2 separate regions of the Ovis aries genome follow, and region 1 is linked to region 2. A link is a contact called in public Hi-C data. All regions are on one chromosome and are shown on one strand. The core of a region is the stretch at or near the end of the contact, and the rest is flanking DNA. Distances in the headings are between cores, read along the strand shown.

Region 1 (6,145 bases), core at 2,541-5,040, 110 kb after region 2:
TTAGATCTCCTAACGTTGGAAGGGCATATCATCTGACCCACTTTCTCCAAGGGAAAACCGAGGACCAGAGGGGTAAATGTATTTGTGGACGGTCACAGAGTTGTTGGATCTTGCTGTGTTCCAACAGATCAGAGAGGATGGGGAAACCAGTCAGACTGATCAAGAAAGGGCCAGTCAGGACTAGCACCCACAGATTACTCAACAAAAAAGTCAAATTCAGAAGCTCAGAGGAATCTTCTGGTATCCAGTGGTTAAGACTTGGTGACTTCACTGCTGAGGCCTGGGGTTCGATCCTTGGTCAGGGAACTAAGATCTTTCATGGTATATGACAAGACCAAAAAAAAAGAAGCTTAGCCCTTGGTAGTCTGAGTTGAGCCACTTTTGGTTTGGAAAGAACAAGCCAGGAGGAGACAGCATGGGGAACTCACCCCCTGGCTAAGATGCAGAGCTGACTGCTGAGCTTCAAGAGGGATTCAACAAAAACACTCACTCGAAGGATAAAGTGAGAGAACAGAGCAATCATCTCAGGGCCAACTGTTTCCAAACGTGCCACCAGGCGTGCTCTGGAGGAGGCAGGTTGGGTCCTGGCAGGCTGCGAGTCCAGCCTGGCTCCCATGAGGAAAGTGATCAGCTGAGGCAAACCTGCTATCTTTAAAAACTTGGAAACAATCTGTTTCTCTCAGCCTCAGTTTCTTTCATCTGCAAAACTAGTAGGTGTAATGAGACTGTCCACAAAATCCACCTTCAGATCCGTTATCTATACAGACATTTCTTTTGAGCTCCAGACACATTCAGCTATCTTCTACACATCCCCTACCGCATGATCCTCAGACATCTTGAACCCAGTCTGTTCCAAACCAAACCTAGCTCTGTCCCTCCATCTTCCTTCACCCAAGCCAGAAAGCCAGTAGAATCATCCTCCTTTTCCCTCCCCAGACCTAAGCAATCCCAAGCCCTGCTTATCCCCTGTCCTGGACACAGTCACATGAATCCTGCTCTCTTCCCCCCTGGGACTGCCCACGACTGCTCCACTACACCTCTGCAGGAAGTACACTGCCACTGCCCAAGTCTCCAGTCCTCACTCCCTCCAGTCATCTCTGCAAATCACTGCCAATGATATTTCTAGAGAAGATCTCAAATTGTCATTCCACTGCTCATTTTACTCACTCTACAAATATTTACTGAGCCCCTACTAAAAGTCAATCATTCTCCTAGGTCGAAAGTAAACAGAGGACAAAACAAAGATTTCCTGCCTCATGGAGTCAGTGTTCAAAACCATTTAGTGGTTTCAGGGGAAAAAAAAAAAAATAAATAACTGTCTTTAGACTTTGGGGAATCTAGACTATCTTAGGGACCTCCCTTTTAGCTCAGCTAGTAAAAAATCTGCTTGCAGTGCAGGAGACCTGGGCTTGATCCCTGGGTTGGTAAGATCTCCTGGAGAAGGGAAAGACTACCCACTCCAGGATTCTGGCCTGGAGAATTACACGGACTATACAGTCCATGGGATCACAAAGAGTCAGACTCGACTTTCAGACAATCTTAGAGTACTGCATGAAAAAAATTTTTTTGTATTTATAATATAATGCTACTGTCATTCACTTTTTTACAATATTTTTAAAACTTTTATCTATTTGGCTGTGCTGGGCCTTAGTTACAGCATGTAGGATCTTAGTTGCCACAGGTAAACTCAGTTGTGCGTGTGGGATCCAGTTCCCTGACCAGGGATCGATGCCAGGTCTCCTGCATCAGGAGCATCAAGTTTTAGCCATTGAACCACCAGGGAAGTCCCTATCATTCACATTTTATTTGCTGCTGCACGATAAAACCTTTCTTTGATTTCCCCCTCAAACACTTCCTTGGTTCCATCTCTGAATTTACCACACTGCATTCTGATTGTCATGTATGATCATGTAATTTTCCAATGACACTTTTCCCTGAGGCCAGGCAGTTTATCTTATGAATCTTTGCATGTCGAGTGTCTAGCACTGTTGTTCAATAAATACACATTGGTAGAATAAATGATTCAATGGAGTTAAATGCCAACATGCACACAGATTTATGACATTCTTAACGCCCAGGGGAGTTTCTAATCACTCATGTAAATCTACCCTAATGATTTGTGTTTTGATCTAAAATCAGATTAAGGGGGAAAAGTGATTTCTCTAGTAGACCATCACTATTGAGGAAACAGCAGCTTGTTCTTGAGTGCCACCTACTGGCCAAATAAAATAAAGCTCTTCGGCTAGACAAAAAAAACATATTTGTGCCAAAATGCTAAGTCATGATGAAAATAATGAGTGCTGCTGCTGCTAAGTCGCTTCAGTCGTATCCGACTCTGTGCGACCCCATAGACGGCAGCCCACCAGGCTCCCCTGTCCCTGGGATTCTCCAGGCAAGAATACTGGAGTGGGTTGCCATTTCCTTCTCCAATGCATGAAAGTGAAAAGTGAAAGTGAAGTTGCTCAGTTGTGTCTGACTCTTAGCGACCCCATGGACTGCAGCCCACCAAGCTCCTCCATCTATGGGATTTTCTAGGCAAGAGTGCTGGAGAGGGGTGCCATTGCCTTCTCCAAAATAATGAGTAGTCTACACTGTTGACTTACAGATCTGACAACTCCAGGGAAATAAAATTCAAAATGGGATATACACTATGGTCACAAAGATACTTTTTGAGATGAAAGACTGACAGCTGTATTAGGACATCGGGACTATGGGTGAATTTCCTTCTCTCTCTTCCCAGGGTCTTCTCACATTGTGATAAGGAATCATGCTGATAAAATTCTAAACTGCAGTCTGCTCAAGATGTGAAAGTGGATTTAAGACAACACCATCACTTCTTACAGACTGACCACAGAATTTTTGATTCTGGGCCATTCGGTGACTTGTCTTTCTCTGGTGCTTAGGTTAAGTCAAGTCTTGACATTTCTTTCACGTGTGATTCGCATTCACAAGCTGCCTGCCTCAGTGCTAAGCAAGCTGGATTCTAATTAACTGAGATTTATAGGTGCATTCATTTATTCAGCAAACGCTTACTGTACATTTTCCTACATGTCAGGCCCTGCACTCAGGCTGATTCACCCCCAACTGCAAACACCGAAAAACCTTACTCATTTGAACAAACTGGGAGAGAATCAAGCCCGAATTACTGAAAAGTCCCCACAAGGAAGAACAGCAGGAGGGAAAAGCTCATCTATTTCTGTCAAGATGAGAACTGGGCTATGACTGAAAAACAGAGGTCTTCAGAGACCCATTTCCATGATACAGACAGAAAGTGAAAGTGGCTCAGTCGTGTCCAACTCTTTGTAACCCCATGTAAGCCATGGAATTCACTAGGCCAGAATACTGGGGTGGGTAGCCTTTGCCCTCTCCAGGGGATCTTCCCAACCCAGGGATGGAACCCAGGTCTCCTGTATTGCAGGCAGATTCTTTACCAGCTGAGCCACCAGGGAAGCACAAGAACAGAGTACTTGATAAAGTAACACATCAAACAGCTTTATGTACCCAAGTACTCAGGGTGTCTGACAGCAACTTGCTCTTTTAAAAAGCCTGCATGGAGGGGATTCCCTGGTAGCTCAGCGGTAAAGAATCCACCCACCAATGCAAGAGACACAGGTTCAATCCCTGGTCCAAGAGGATCCCACATGCTGAGGTGTGCCACAACTATCGAGCCTATGCTCTATAGCCTAGGAACTACAGCTGCTAGACCATGTGCTGAGAGCCTGGCCTCTGCAACAAGAGAGTGTACCGCAGTGAGAAGCCTGCAAGCCACAGCTGGAGAGCAGCCCCTGCTGGCCTCTGCAACAAGAGAGTGTACCGCACTGAGAAGCCTGCAAGCCACAGCTGGAGAGCAGCCCCTGCTGGCCGCAACTGGAGAAAAGTCTGTGTAGTAACAGACCCAGCACAGCCAATAAATAAATTTAAAAAACTATATATATTTTAAAAGTCTGCATGGAAACTTCCCTGGTGGTCCAGTGGTTAAGACTCTGTGCTTCCACTGCAGGGGATGTGGGTTTGATCCCTGGTTGGGGAACTAAGATCCCGCATGCCATAGGGCACAGCCAAAAAAACATTCCTTATGCCTCAATCCTGCTCACATACTATTACACAAATGGTTCCTTGTTTTTTCTTTCTTTTTTTAGTCACTCAAAACAGGAAACTCTAGCATGCCTTTCTTTGGTTAATTTAACACCCAATTTTGAATCAATATTGGTGCAGATGAGAGTTTATAGATGGCACCAGTAGACCTCAGCAGTTCCCTGGCCTAGCATGTCATTGCTCCTACTCTGGCGGTGGCTCTGCCACGCACAGCTCTGGAAGCCAGGCACACAGTACCTTCACGTGCCTGTCTCCTCACCGATAAAATGCAGAATAAAAATAACAACTGATCCTAGAATGCTGAGGACTAAATGAGGTAAAGTATAATACAATGCTAAGCACAAGACTTGGCACACAGTTAAGTGTGCAAACAACCATTCAAATTCTTTCATTCAAGACCTCTTCATTCAAGATCTGTGTTCTTAACACTGACAGCCTGTGGGAGCTGCCTTCTGAATACGTTTAACCTCTACAGTCTATTTTATTCAGTTGCCACAGTTGCCTTTTTATTTATTTATTTATTTAGGCATGTTTTGCCCCTGAAACTATTAGGGGGCTATATGTTATGCTTCTATCAGAATACCCGGCATAAAGCCTTAGATCCATTAGAAATTCACTCAGCCAGCCACCTGAAACACTCTCACCAACACACCCTAATCCCAGATGATTGGCTTTCAAATGAAACTACTCTTGCAAAATGTCTTCCCTGGCCAGATATGATAGACTGGATATGCCCAAGTGACTGTAATATTTGACCCCCAAATCCATAAACTCAGCATTCACACCAAGTCAGACTTCTATCTGCACAGCTAAACTTTGCTCTGTGCAGAGTTACCCAACCCAAATGGAACAGGGAATAATAGTGGGCCTTTCCTCTCCGTCATATTTCAGAGTGAGATACGGATTATAATCTCATGGTGACGAGAAGCTGCTTCTACCAGAACAGTCCCCAAGTCTACTTTTCGGGTATGGAGTCCTTACCCTCCTGGGGTTCAAAGTTTATTGTAGTCACAAAAATACAAGAGCACCAGTCAGGTATACAGGCACAGAAGGAAGCGCCAATAAGAGGTACCAACACGTTTGTAAGGGGGTGGGGCAACAATGAAACATTTCCAGCTGGGTTGACAGCTGCATAGCAAAGTGTGGAGACAAGAAACCTTGGAGAGGATGTAGGCTGGCTTGGGGGAGGGGAGGAGAGGCTGTAGTTACCCTATGTGGAAGCGCATGGGGTGTGCATTCACCCCCCAGGCAGAATTCCAAGAACTGGTATAGGGGAATAAACCCGGATCTCTGCGAATGAGACAAGTTGGCCCCATCTTTCCTTGTGACAGGTCCAGCCTGAAGACTTCACCCCCTCATCCCATTCACCTTTGTACCAGATGCACCTTAGTCACACACCCTTCCGCCCCCTCCCCGCCCCCAGGAATCAGCTTCTCAATTCAGACAAACACGCTTACAACCAAAGGTAAAGAAGCCAACACAGGGAAAGGCTTATCAGAGGTAAGATGAATCATCACAACATTAATTTTGAAAAAGAAGAGAAAAAAAATAATTTTAAGACTATAATTGCTACTTATCACCAAACTGTACATCATTCGAAGCCACTAGACTGAAACAAACGAAACACAAGCCTTCCCCATTTTGGACATTTCATACATCAAGCCACGTAAACGATAACTTACTATCCAGGAGGCTCTGAAGAAATTTCTGGAGTCGGGCTGACTGCTGAGCTCTGTAAACATTTAAAAAAAAAAAAAAATTACTTTGACTCAGTTATTTCAAGCCAAGGGGAAAACAGAGAAGTCCCTTTCTTGTCCTAGTTTAGGTGAAGCCCTCCGGGAGGCAGGGAGCCAAACTGAGCTGGAAAGGGCTCAGTGCAGGTGGACGGTGGTGTTCTTTCTCTGGGAGGAGGATTTCTGGGCTTTTGCCTCCCAGGGGCTGCACCCAAGGCTCTCTGCATGGGTCAGGAGATGCCCACTCCTCATGTGTATCTCCAGTCGCAGGCCCACTGGGTGGATGGCCCACCACTTCGCAACATGCATTAGTGATA
Region 2 (6,153 bases), core at 3,537-6,036:
AGCCCAGGCCTCAAACCACAGCTTCTGACCACACACACAGCTGATTACCTTTCTCCTCAGACTCCAGGATTTCCTGCAAAACCAGGAACGAAGTAGACTGTTTCGGAGGCTCATTTAACTCCTGTTTCTCCTGAAGCATCTTGTAAACTTCAGATTCTTTGTCGATGACGAGTCCGCTTGGGAGCTGAGAATGGTCTAAGCTGTAAAGAATGTTTACAAGTTCATTAGGACACGTCAGAAGTTAGGGGAAAAAAATCCACCAGCCACCCCCTTCCAAGCGAAGACACCCCAGTGTCAAAGAGTGAAGAGAAATTATCCCAATGGATGAAGCCAGCTCCTAATGCAGCCATGGACCCCCTGATGATACGGTGAGGTGTCTGTAGGCCGGACTGGTTGCTGCTTCAAGTCAATAAAAGGCTAGTTTGGGTGATTCAACTACTCTTTGGCCTAATCCCATGGAATGGGAATGCTGTGTTTCTTTCAAAATTATATAAACAATATTATGTCGAAAGAAAATTTAGAAGAGGGAAAATGTCAACCACAACTGAGCACTGAAAACTCAGCTGGGTCCCCTTAGTCCAGGCCTCATTCTTTTCCCAGAGCAGAAATCAGTGTTTCCTGATGATATCAAAGTGCTCTCTCTGTCTCTATAAACTCTCCTCATTCTCACAGCAAGGAGCTCTGGTCTCTTCATCCACCATACAGAGGTAACAGTGTATGCCTTGTCCAGTTCACAGTGTTGGTGGCAAGGATGAGAAAGTAAGTACTTTCTTTTTTTTATTGGAGTACAGCTGATTAAGAATGTTGTGTTACTGATGAAAGAAATCAAAGAGGACACTAATAGATGGAGAAATATACCATGTTCATGGATCAGAAGAATCAATATAGTGAAAATGAGTATACTACCCAAAGCAATTTACAAATTCAATGCAATCCCTATCAAGCTACCAGCCATATTTTTCACAGAACTAGAACAAATAATTTCAAGATTTGTATGGAAATACCAAAAACCTCGAATTGCCAAAGCAATCTTGAGAAAGAAGAATGGAACTGGAGGAATCAACTTGCCTGACTTCAGGCTCTACTACAAAGCCACAGTCATCAAAACAGTATGGTACTGGCACAAAGACAGACATATAGATCAATGGAACAAAATACAAAGCCCAGAGATAAATCCACACACATATGGACACCTGATCTTTGACAAAGGAAGCAAGAATATACAATGGAGTAAAGACAATCTCTTTAATAAGTGGTGCTGGGAAAACTGGTCAACCACTTGTAAAAGAATGAAACTAGATCACTTTCTAACACCGCACATGAAAATAAACTCAAAATGGATTAAAGATCTAAATGTAAGACCAGAAACTATAAAACTCCTAGAGGAGAACATAGGCAAAACACTCTCAGACATAAATCACAGCAGGATCCTCTATGATCCACCTCCCAGAATTCGGGAAATAAAAGCAAAACTAAACAAATGGGATCTAATTAAAATTAAAAGCTTCTGCACAACAAAGGAAAATATAAGCAAGGTGAAAAGACAGCCTTCTGAATGGGAGAAAATAATAGCAAATGAAGCAACTGACAAACAACTAATCTCAAAAATATACAAGCAACTTATGCAGCTCAATTCCAGAAAAATAAACGATCCAATCAAAAAATGGGCCAAAGAACTAAATAGACATTTCTCCAGAGAAGACATACAGATGGCTAACAACCATATGAAAAGATGCTCAACATCACTCATTATCAGAGAAATGCAAATCAAAACCACAATGAGGTACCACTTCACACCAGTCAGAATGGCTGCGATCCAAAAATCTGCAAGCAATAAATGCTGGAGAGGATGTGGAGAAAGGGAACCCTCCTACACTGTTGGTGGGAATGCAAACTAGTACAGCCACTATGGAGAACAGTGTGGAGATTCCTTAAAAAATTGCAAATAGAACTACCTTATGACCCAGCAATCCCACTGCTGGGCATACACACTGAGGAAACCAGAATTGAAAGAGACACATGTACCCCAATGTTCAGCGCAGCACTGTTTATAATAGCCAGGACATGGAAACAACCTAGATGTCCATCAGCAGATGAATGGATAAGAAAGCTGTGGTACATATACACAATGGAGTATTACTCAGCCGTTAAAAAGAATTCATTTGAATCAGTTCTGATGAGATGGATGAAACTGGAGCCGATTATACAGAGTGAAGTAAGCCAGAAAGAAAAACACCAATACAGTATACTAACACATATATATGGAATTTAGAAAGATGGCAATGACAACCCTGTATGCAAGACAGGAAAAAAGACACAGGTGTGTATAACAGACTTTTGGACTCAGAAGGAGAGGGAGAGGGTGGGATGATTTGGGAGAATGGCATTCTAACATGTATACTATCATGTAAGAATTGAATCGCCAGTCTATGTCCGACGCAGGATACAGCATGCTTGGGGCTGGTGCATGGGGATGACCCAGAGAGATGTTATGGGGAGGGAGGTGGGAGGGGGTTTCATGTTTGGGAATGCATGTAAGAATTAAAGATTTTAAAATTTAAAAAATAAAAAAACTAAAAAAAAAAAGAAAAAAAAAAAAAAGAATGTTGTGTTAGTTTCAGGTATACTACTGCTACTGCTAAGTCGCTTCAGTCGTGTCCGACTCTGTGCAACCCCATAGACGGCAGCCCACCAGGCTCCCCCGTCCCTGGGATTCTCCAGGCAAGAACACTGGAGTGGGTTGCCATTTCCTTCTCCAAGAAAGTGAAAAGTGAAAGTGAAGTTGCTCAGTCATGTCCGACTCTTAGTAACCCCATGGACTGCAGCCCACCAGGCTACTCCATCCATGGGATTTTCCAGGCAAGAGTACTGGAGTGGGGTGCCATTGCCTTCTCCGGTTTCAGGTATCGAGTGAATCAATTATACATATACATATATCCAGTTTTTTTTTAGATTGTTTTCCCCTTAGGCCATTACAGAGTATTGAGTAAAGTTCCCTGTGCTAAACAGTAAGTCCTTACCAGTTATCTATTTTATATATAGTAGTGTGTATAAGTCAATCCTGATCTCCCAATTTATCCTTTCTCCCACCCTCAAATCCCTGCCTTTTCCCTCTGGTAACTATAAGTTTGTTTTCTATACCTATGATTCAGTTTCTATTTTGTAAATAAGTTCATTTGTACCATTCTTTTTTTCTGGATTCACATATAAGTGATATCACATGATATTCGCCTTTGTCTGACTTAACTTCACTATGGCAATCTCTGGGTAAGTGCTCTGAAAACAATACAGTGCTGCTCCGTGTAAGGGAGATGGGGGTGGGGGGTGGGGGTGACAGTGGCCTCAGCTCAAGCCTAGGGACGGGGCAAACCAGGCCTTGCTGCCCACACCTCCCCTTGTCCCTCTGGGCTCCCCACGACAGGATGAGACAGGCAAAGTTGGGGCCTCTTTCCTCCAGAGCCCATTTTCCAGGGGAGGCACTGCTGCTGCCTGGTCTGAGGGAGGGCGGAGAGTGAAAGGGAGGCAGGCTCCAGTGAGCTTTACCTTTGAAGTCTGTCCTGAGTCCCACCCCGTCCACTGCCTGCTCTAGCCACGCCATCCATTAACAGCCCAGCTGACCAGCTTTCTAACTTGTCCCCTGGCTGCCACTCTTAGCCCCTGGAACTGTCTTTCCTCTGACCGGAGGCCAGAGAGAGATTTCAAACATAAGAATCAGACTGTGTCATGATGTGGCTCAAAGTGTTCTCATCTGACTCAGAACCAAATATTTACAGTTTTAATAACAAAACACAAGCTTACCCAAATTCATCTTCTTTGGAGTAAATATTTGCTACAAAAAGTACAAGGGCCATAAAAGATGTGGCTCTGCTCCCCTCTCCAAGCACATCGCTTGCTATCCCCTGCTCACTCCAGGCAGACAAGCCTTCATGGGGTTTCTAGGACGCACCAGCCTCAGGGCCTTGGCACATTCTGCTCCCTCTGCCTGGAATGTTCGCTCCCCACATGGCCCCACAGCCTCCATGCTTCACTCAGGTCTCTGCTCAGATGTCCCTCCTCAGAGGGGCCCCCGACCCTCAGCTTAAAACACTGCACCCCATCCACATCACTTCTCCCCTTTCTGGGCTCCATCTTTCTCCACGTTTCTAACTCTTTTACCATGAATTATACTTATTTCTTTATTGTCTATCTTTCCCTGCAAAGCAAGCCCCACGAGGGCCAGGCTACAGCCTGTCTTTTCCATCATTGTAGGTCCTGCCCTCAATCAGTGCCTGGCACAGGGTCAGAGCTCGGCAGGAGTTAGGGAAGTAGACCAAGTCCCTCTCTCCCCCTCGCTGCACCCTGTCTCTGCTGCTGTGGGGTCACAGGGAAGCCCCCAAGGCTGTGCCAGGGAAATGAGCAAACCGAGGTCCTGGGTCCTGATCACCTGCGGCCTCTGAGCCTCAGCTGCTTTTCCAGAAGCCACCACCCGCTGGAGAAGAGGGACAGTGTGCCCAGGGGGAGCCAAAGAGGAAATACCAGATGGTGATGCAATTTATAACCCACCCATTGTATAATCAGTTTACATTCCATTTAAAATGTGCCTCAAGTCACAAGGTCACTCACGTCAGTGAAATTCCGGGTTTTTGCTCTGACTACACAGCCAGGTTCTCACAGTTGAGGACAGAGCCCTCCAAGAGTGCCAGCTGCTCTGCTGCCCTCAGGGAAGGCCAGCGTGTAATGGGGAGAGGCGCACCAGCGGGTCACCTGTGCTGGCCGTGGGTGCGGGAGGGGGGGCCACCACCTCTGTCCGCCCACAGTAGGTGGCCCCTGTACTTGTCTCTCTCTTCCATCTCCCCAGGCAGGTGATGGGCCACCCTGAGGAGTGACAACCACCAAGGCCCATGGTCCACCATGGGCCCACATTTTCAGCCCTATCATTTGAGTTATACGCCAGACTCCTTCTTTGGCTCTTGATTTCTGAGCTGGCCCTGTACTAAATGAATTATGTTATTTTGACAAATGTTTTTCTCTGTTACACTTAGAACTATTTTAAAATCAAGATCAGACCGTGGAATGTTCTTAGGGAGAATTTTTCCCCTTCTTTGGCGTATGTTGTTATGTCTGGAAGCCACCAAGGGACCGCTAAAAATGACAGACCCCAAATTACAAGGTCATCACATATTCTTCCAGCAAACTGTCTTGGAAAATATCTCTGTGATTAAAAAAGAGAAAACAACTTAGTGTTTCTTCTTAAATAATGACAATATCTTTCTACCACTTGACAATTTATTTATAAAGCACTTTCAACATCCATCGTCTTATTTGAAGCTATGGTTTGCCTAATTCAAAAATAATATCCTAAGACCCAAGCCTTAGACATTAGACTATCAGATATGGACAAATGACATCACAATATCTTTTTAAAAAATTCTAGGACAAAAATATGCATGAGTAATGGAGTCCTAAAAAAAAAAGCATTCTCATTCTGTATGTATAGTAACAGCATTGAAAGGGAGAATTTTAAAGTGATAAGTTTTCAAAAAGTATTAGGTATATGACTAGAATTACCAGGAGAAAAAGCTTGTGAGGGTGGGTCACTAAAAGCAGTCTTCTAAACTCAGTCTTTACAATTTTAAAACAAAATACAAGAATTTAATCAATTTACCTCCTTCAGAGTAACCATCCACTACACTCTTCCTATTTCCTGCTTCTTGTTGCTCCCTGCCAGACTTGATGCTGAATGTATACCACCAGTTCCCTCAGTGTTTACTATTTTCTTCCAGTGTCTTAGGCCCTGACCACAGGACCTGTCTCCCCAGCAATAGCCCAAGCCAGGCACTCTCTGCCTCATGGAGTAGCTGACATAGCCCGGTGTTTAAGACCAATGATTTTTCAAACATCAGGAAAAGACTCCCTTTGAGTTTGTCTCAAGAGGAGGATTTCAGAGGCTAAGCCTGCAGACCTTAAGAGAATACACAAGCCTGTTCCAGTCAAAAGAACAGCTGGGATGAAGGCCGGAAGGTCAAGGAGAAGAAAGAAAAAGCACACAGGGTTACGGGACAGTAACCCTGGGAAGAGAGTTCACTCCACCAAACTAGCAAAGTGCCCAGAGTGGACATAAATGACTCTCACTTTTATTTTTTTTTGCACCATCACCTGTAGCACAACTTAATA

The links. A called contact is a pair of places that touch in the nucleus more often than the background predicts.
Region 1: a Hi-C map of liver shows a contact between it and region 2, with 3 times the contacts expected there. The contact joins two enhancer-like sites. A contact is called at or near these places in 4 of 16 Hi-C or Micro-C datasets (liver, mixed tissues, omental adipose tissue and 1 more).

What each region holds. Positions count from the first base shown.
Region 1 is chr22:16,706,426-16,712,570 of ARS-UI_Ramb_v3.0, forward strand. SORBS1 (sorbin and SH3 domain containing 1) reads right to left here. Exons shown (of 33, transcript XM_060405070.1): 22 at 5,778-5,827. Among named protein-coding and RNA genes, the nearest start is that of PDLIM1, 78 kb to the left of the region's middle. Within about 2 kb of position 3,791, at least 10 of the 54 cell types and tissues checked have an H3K27ac peak or open chromatin away from gene starts, as enhancers often do.
Region 2 is chr22:16,598,060-16,604,212 of ARS-UI_Ramb_v3.0, forward strand. It overlaps PDLIM1 (PDZ and LIM domain 1), which reads right to left. Exons shown (of 7, transcript XM_027960151.2): 5 at 49-200. Among named protein-coding and RNA genes, the nearest start is that of PDLIM1, 31 kb to the right of the region's middle. Within about 2 kb of position 4,787, at least 17 of the 54 cell types and tissues checked have an H3K27ac peak or open chromatin away from gene starts, as enhancers often do.